2 separate regions of the Mus musculus genome follow, and region 1 is linked to region 2. The links are chromatin contacts, called in public Hi-C maps. All regions are on one chromosome and are shown on one strand. The core of a region is the stretch at or near the end of the contact, and the rest is flanking DNA. Distances in the headings are between cores, read along the strand shown. Region 1 has its middle 17 kb from the start of 4930517G24Rik. Region 2 has its middle 9.7 kb from the start of Gm39240.

Region 1 (3,723 bases), core at 302-2,801, 110 kb after region 2:
CACACACACACAGTCAGAGGGGCATATCATCCTCCTCTATTGCAGCTAAGCTGAGGCTCAGTCTAAGCTTGTCCGAGGCTAAATACACAGACGCTTGCAGGAACCACATGAGAATTCTTGCAGACCAACCACCAAGCACTTACATTTCTTGACTTCAAATTGATCAGATTAGCAACATCCTCAACCAGCCAGAGGGAACACTTAGCAGTTTGTTTTGAATCTCCCACCTAGTACATTTCAGAGTGCACACACAGGGGAGGCCCCAGGATCACCTCCACGTACGGAGGAAAAACCTGACTCACCAAGAACCAACAGTCAACACTGAGGAACCACAGTCAGGTGGTGGGGATGCCAGAACCTGAGCCCAGGATACAAACTCTAAATTCAGGTTTTCATATCCCCAGCCCCGACATTCCTTGAGGAGAAGACTTTAATAATAATAATAATTATAGGTATAATTATAATTATTATTTTGAGACAGAGTCTCTCTGTAAAGCTCAAACTGGCCTTGAACTCATAATCTTTCTGCTTTAGCCTTTAAGTGCTGGGGACTACTGACGACACCAGTCTAAGCTAATTTTTTTTATTTAATTATTTTCAGTACTATAAATGGAACATAGAGCCTCACACAAAATGCTGTGCCTCTGAGTTGTCTTCTGAGCCTTTCCTTTTCTCTTTTCTTTTCTTCCTTCCTTCCTTCCTTCCTTCCTTCCTTCCTTCCTTCCTTCCTTTCTTCCTTCCTTCCTCTTCTTCTTCCTCCTCCTCTTCCTCCTCCTCCTCCTCCTACTCTTCTTCTTCTTCTTCTTCTTCTTCTTCTTCTTCTTCTTCTTCTTGTAACCTCTTGTTTTTAGAATAAGGTTTCACTAAGTTATCCTGGCAGGCCTGATGAATTATGATCTGCTAGTAGCTGGGAATATGGGCCTACATCTCCAGACCTGACTTAAGTTATTAATTTAAAATTTTAAATCTTTATTATTATGATGATGATGTGTGTGTGTCTCTGTCTTTTTGTCTCTGTCTGTGCATATTTGTGTGTGTGTGTGTTTGGGAAAGGAATGTGTTAGGCTCCCAGTCAGTGGAGTCGAATGGAGAAAGAAGAATGCATGTCAGTCTAGAGCAGTTACTAATACAAACTTCCAGGGTTTCCAGAAGTAGAGGGGGTCTGCTGTGGCTTGGGGCTGAGCTGCCCATAGGCCTATATAACCTTCTCCCCCAACCCCACAAGGTCTTCCCAGGTCCCCAGTGATGGGAGAGAGCCTGAGCCTGCCTCCTCCCACTGATCTGTCTGTGCTCTGATTAGGCCCTTATCTTTCTGGCTTTGCCTTGGTTGGCTGCCTGTCAAGTTCAATTGCACTGCAGGGCCTTCATCCTGCCGTGCGCTGAGTGTCCCTGAGTGGAAGGTTCTCAGACTCCGGGCCTGCTCCTGATAGTCCTGGGTTCTATAATCCAGAGCAGTGTTTCTGCAACACAGCAGGCTCCCAGTGTGTGTCTGAATCAAATTAAGGAGAAGCTACCTCCCCGTGCCCTGATGTTGGATTTCAAGGCATTGAGAGATGCCCACACATCTCCCCCTTCCAAAATAACTTCCCTTTCTCCAGACTCTCTTTTGCCCCACATTCTATGATTAGGCTCCGTTTTTTTTTTTTTTTTTTGGCTTATGCCAAATAGAAACTTTGTACATGATTAAAAAAAAAACAAAACAAAACAAAAAACAAACCAACAACATTCTTAGTTCTAGCAGGAAATAGAAGGTACATTGAAAAAGGTTTATCTGAGGTGTGGCGGGGTGGGGGTGGGGGGATTAATACAAGAAGCCCAGAGTCGAAGCACCCTAGGTCTTGCAGTAACAGGAAGTTGTTAGCTCTCTAGGGCTGAAGGGCCAAAGGGAGCCCAGAGTGCTTTGCTTAGGGGCACAGAGGCTGTGGCTGCCCCATTATGCAAGTCTGAAGCAGATGTCTTCGTGTTGCTCTCTTGAAGCAGCAACTGTGCCCCCCAACTTCCCCCCAACCCTCTCCCCCACTCACACAGAGGCCACATTCACCCAGAAACCAGAGGGTGAGTGAGAGCTCTTCTGAGCTTTTAAGGCTCAGCTTCCCAGGGCCAAAGAACAGCAGAAAATGCATCCTATCTAGTTTTAATAGAATAAAGAATAATGAACCTAATGGATTATGCTTAGAGTAAAGATATTACACTCTTTAAGAAGGGCTGGGCCTGGGCCTGAGGATACAGGACTATACTCCCAGCTGCTTGGAAGGTTGAAGCAGGAGGATGGGCTCAAGGCCTACTCGGGCTACATAGTAGGTTCAAGGCAACTTTACGATACCCTATCTCAAAAATAAAAGGCCAAGGCGATGATAGCTCAACTGGTAGAGTGCTCGCTAGCCTACACCAGGCTTCAATTCCCAGCACCACTTAACCTGGCCATGGTGGGAGCACAGCTATAATTTCAACACACAGGAGGTGGAGAAGGGGAAGGAGAAGTTCAAGGTCACCTTTGGTTACATTAAAAACCCTGTCTCAAATAAACAAGTAAAAACAATAGATAAAATGAAAAGGGCCTGCGGATATACCTCAGTGGTAGAGGGCTTGCCCAGCATGCGCAAAGCCCGAGGTTCAATCCCTGTTACTGGGGCGGGAGTGGGAGGGAGGCAATGAGAGAGGAAAGGAGAGTTAAGGTGACTTCGAGCCTGGTCCTGAGTAAGAGGTTGTGGATGGCAGCCCAGTAGCCTGGGAAAGCCTGGGGGAGCGCAACAGTGGAGCAAATGCTTTGTCATCCATCACCTGGGTTTGACTAGCCAGTCTGGGGCTGGGAGGCCTCAATCAGAGCTCTGCTCCCCAGTTCTGGGCTGTGCCTTGGCAATGGGTGTTTCTTTCCTGTGCCTCTGATGCAGAACCCTTGTTTCTGCTTCAGGCAACTGTAGGGATTGCATAAATTATCTTTGATCCTGGGTCTGGGAGAGAGAAGGGAAAATGGTTGTCGGAGCTGCCTAAGGTTGGGAAGCACTGTCAGGAGGAGCAGGGGACGGAGGACTGGAGTCCTAGATGGTAGATGGGGCTCCCTCAGGGCTGGCAAGGGTCATGGAACATCTAGGGTCTCATGCTTAAAGTGAGGTCCAGGGGCCGGTAGTATTAGATTACCAGAAAGTTCATTAGAAGCAAGGAGTCTGGGTCCCCACCATTTACTGACTCACTCAGGGTTTATATTTTTTCCAATTTTAAATTATTGTTTTTTCTCTTTAAGAAAATGTTTGCACATGTGCACATGCATTTGTGTATGTGCTTGGGTGCGTGTAGAGGCCAGAGATTGACTGGTGTTGGTTCTCTCTCTCTCTCTCCCTCCCTCCCCTCCCCACCTTCCAACTCCCGTTTTTTTGAGATGGGATTTCTCTGTAAAAACAGCATGGCTGTCCTGGAACTTGCTTTATTGGCGATGCTGGCTTCGAACTCACAGAGAACTTCCTGCCTCTGCCTCCCACTTGCTGGGATTAAAGGCATGTGCCACCATGCTGGGACTCTGTAGTGTTTTTTAAAAAACGTGAATGGGTGTTTTGTCTGCGTATGTCTGTGTACCTCGTGTGTGTTTAATACTATCACAGGGGCCAGAAGGGTATGCCATACCCCTTGGAACTGGAGTTATAGATGTTGTAAGCCATTGTGTGGGTGCTAGGAATCAAACCCAGACCCTCTGGAAGAACAGCCATTGCTCTTACCCGTTGTCATCTT
Region 2 (3,706 bases), core at 763-3,262:
CTTATTTCTCCAAGGCTTGGGACTGCTCTGAGGGCTGATATATAAAATAAAGCTCCGGGGGGTGGGGGGTTGGAAAAAAAAAAAAAAAATAAAGCTCCATTGGAGAAAACTGTTTCCCCCTTACCAGAGGGTGTCAATTACAGATAGTTTACAGATCCTGTCCACTTTCTTCTTTCAGTATTGAGACCCTGGGTGGCTTGTATAGGCCTATACCATTAATCCCAGCTCTCTGGAAAGAGAGGCAAGAGATCTCTGAGCTGGAGGCTAGGTCAGCCTGGTCTACAGAGAGAGGATTGGTTTCAAATCACCAACCAACCAACCAACCAACAACAATAAATAGGGGGCTGGAGAGATGGCTCAGTGTTTAAGAGCCCTTGCTGCTTTCGCCGAGAACCCGAGTTCAAATCCTAGCACCCTCTGTGGGACGTTCGTATCTGGCTGGAACTCCAGCCCCTGGGGATCAGAAACAGCCTCTCCTCTGGCTTCCATGGTCATCTCCATGGTGCCATGGTTACATGACATACCCACACCAAGATGTATATCTACATACACATAATTAAAAGTAATAAAAATATTTCAAAATGTGTGTGTGTGTGTGTGAGTGTGTGTGCATACAGGTATGTGTGGAGGCCAGAGGACAATCCCAGAAGCCAAAAGGCTCTCTCGATGGCCTGGAGCTCACTAACTGGGCCAGGCTGTGAGCAGCAAAAATCCACCTCTTTCTGCTTTCTCAGCACCTGGATTGCAGTCACACCCAGCTTTTTACAAGGGTTTTGGGGATCTAATTCAAGGCTTTGAATTTGCAAGGCGAGCACTTTACTAACTGTTGCCCTAGCAACAGTCTTTAAAAAAAAAAAAAAAAAAAGATGAGGCTGAGCGAGAGGCTGAAAGGGTAGCATGCCAGTGGTGTGTGTGGAGGTCAGAGGGCAACATTCAGGAGTCAGCTCTCTCCTTCCACCATGAGGTTTCAGGGATGGAAAGTCAGATCGGCAGGCTTGTGCGAAAGGTGCTTTTACCATCTGAACTGTCTCTCTCTCCCTCACCTACCCCATCCTCATGACTCAAGATGTGGCCATGCTTGGCCAGAAACTCAACATATTGTCAGGCTGAAGTCAGAGATCTGTCTGCCTCTGCCTCAAAGGAAAGGCTCAAAGTGGCCTTGCTTGTAGCCAAGGACAGTGTCAGAGTTCCTGATCCTCCTGTGTCAAGTCCTCATGGGTGGGATCACAGGCAGGCATCACCACATTGGTTTTCTGCGGTGGTGGTCTGGAACCCAAGCATTCAACCAGCGGTGCTACAGCCTCAGCCCCATGTGTAACCTTTTATCGAATCTAACTCTGATGTTTGAGAATGGCGAACAACAGGGCTCAGGTGCATTTTATTTTTCTATGAGTATCGGATTCATTGACCTTCTTTAAGAAAATCCCCTTCCGGGGCTAACAGACCCACGGCTCAGAGTTTAAGAACGCACACTGTTCTTGAACGGTGGGTTCAGTTCCCAGCATCCACACGGTGCCTCACAACTGCCAGCAAATCCAGTTTCAGACAATATGATACTTTCTGGTCTCCATGGATACCTGCACACATGTGATACATACCAACTCACTGTAAAAATCATAAACATAGAAAACCAAAAGCAAAACCCCTCATTTCTGAAGTGCTACTTTTGTTACGGATCAAGAGGCCCGGGTATAGGTCTGTTTCTAGGGCTACAGAAATTAGAAAGCTAATTGAGTATGTAAGAAAAAAAAAAAAAAAAGAAAGAAAGAAAAGTGAAGACCACGTGACTAAACAGCCCGTGGGCCTTTAACTCCCTGGGACCCCTGGACTGGTGGGAGATCAAACAGGAAAGCAGCTAGATATTCTGACCCAGGAAACCTCAGGCAGCAGTAGTAGTATTTTTTTTTTCCTTTTGTTGTTCGATTTCAAGTGTCGGGGAGTACAATGGAAAGAACATCCACTTGGGGCAGGAAATGCCAGGGAAAGAGCCCAGAGGACGTGACATTTGGGTGGGTCATGAGTGACGATGAAATCTGTCATCTCTTTTTATGACTGTAATCTGCTGTCTACCGTGCGTTTCCCACCCGCGTTTCATCTGCATTATGTCTTATCTGATTTAGAAGGGCCCACAGGGAACTGTATCCCGCCCCCTCCCAACCCCTCGCCCCAGAAGATCTGAGAGCTGGGGCTGGTTCTGGGTTTGTCAGACTCAGCTGTACTTCGTAAAGGCCTGGGCTGGGCCTTTAAATTTTTTTCTGTAACTGTAGTGCCACAGGATTCCTGAGTTTCACCCACACACAGGCTCCCTACCCGAGCCCCAGCTGGCTGCCAACACCCACACTAACCAACTAACCCCCAGCAACACCGCCTTGGCTGTGTCGAAATTCACACCACACCATACCTCCCCGGGTCTGGAAGAAAGGCACAGGGTCTTGGTGCTGTGCAGACACCCTGATAAGGCTCTGGTGAATAACCCGTGAGTAACAGGAAATCAGGAAACAGGAGCTGCCCCTGTAGCAAGAAACGGGAGGGTGGATGGCTGTTCGCACAGTGGTCTGTACACCGGCACCGTGGACGCGCCCTTCAGTGTCGAGATTCCAGTTTCCTTCCCTGACTGGGGGATGAGAATGGAGTTCACAGAAGGCAGCTGTGGATTTCCAGTGAAACTCCCTGGGACATTCTGATCTCGATGTCCCAGCAGGTTTGGAAATGGTAGTATTACTAAACACCTGGACCCATTCTTCATTAAAAAGATTAAATTAAGTCAGGTGTGGGAACCGGTGCCTGTAATGTTGGTACGTGGAGGATGTGGCGCGAGGATGGGTGAGTTTGAGGCAATCCAGAGCTACATAGGAAAACTTTCTAAAAAATGTGTGTGTGTTCACGTGCGCAAGAGTGTGTGCATTCCTGCATACACAGGCACTTACAGCTCACATTCACACACACAAAGAAAAGAAAGGACTATTAATGATAATTAGCAGAGGAAAGTGGAACAGATACAGGGAAGAGTTTCTTGTGCCTTTATATCTTTCCATGGTGTTAAAAATTTAGCCTCAGTGAGTTCAAGGCCAGCCTGGTCTACAGAGTGAGTTCCAGGATAGCCAGGGTTACACAGAAAAACCCTGTCTCAAAAAAAAAAAAAAAAAAAAAAAGCCTCAGAAATTGCTACTTTTTTATGGCTGGGGGTGGTGGTACATGTCTTTAATCCCAGATTTCGGCAGATCTCTTTGAGTTCAAGGCCAGCCTGGTCTACAGAGTGAGTAAGGGTTACACGGAGAAACCCTGTATCAAACAAAACAAAACAAACAAACAAAAAACCAAACAAGCAAAAAGGAAGAAAAAAGAAAGAAAAGAAAAAAGAAAAAAAGAGCCAGGACAAGCTAAGGACGTAGCTCAGTTGGCAGAAAATTTACCTAAAGTACATCCATCATCAGAACCAGAGAACCCAGGCAAGGCAGTATAGCCCTGTAATCCCACCCTATAGAGATGGAGGCAGAAGAACCAGACGTGAAAAGCAATCCTTGGCTTCGAGTGAGTTTGAGGCTAGTGGCCGTTCAGAGTCACAAGAGACTTTGTCTAAAACAAAACATACACGTATACTTACATATACACGTAAACCTTGAGGAAAATTCAATACCTCTCCGGAACCTGTGAACTGTTTTCCTTACAGCAGGGGGCAGCAATGATTCTCAAATATCCCTGACAT

The links. A called contact is a pair of places that touch in the nucleus more often than the background predicts.
Region 1: a Hi-C map of the N1E-115 cell line shows a contact between it and region 2, with 2.5 times the contacts expected there. The contact joins two enhancer-like sites. A contact is called at or near these places in 7 of 39 promoter capture datasets (the 3T3-L1 cell line, the C10 cell line, cranial neural crest and 2 more), 1 of 15 datasets of contacts at CTCF or cohesin (the NIH/3T3 cell line), 2 of 484 Hi-C or Micro-C datasets (the N1E-115 cell line and nephron progenitors) and 5 of 115 datasets of contacts at active chromatin or transcription factors (embryonic stem cells and stem cell-derived neural progenitor cells).

The regions. Positions count from the first base shown.
Region 1 is chr8:107,220,785-107,224,507 of GRCm38.p6, forward strand. No RefSeq gene overlaps it. Among named protein-coding and RNA genes, the nearest start is that of 4930517G24Rik, 17 kb to the left of the region's middle. Within about 2 kb of position 1,552, at least 47 of the 459 cell types and tissues checked have an H3K27ac peak or open chromatin away from gene starts, as enhancers often do. A contact at or near this core is called in the N1E-115 cell line, where this site is marked.
Region 2 is chr8:107,112,534-107,116,239 of GRCm38.p6, forward strand. No RefSeq gene overlaps it. Among named protein-coding and RNA genes, the nearest start is that of Gm39240, 9.7 kb to the right of the region's middle. Within about 2 kb of position 2,013, at least 131 of the 459 cell types and tissues checked have an H3K27ac peak or open chromatin away from gene starts, as enhancers often do. A contact at or near this core is called in the N1E-115 cell line, where this site is marked.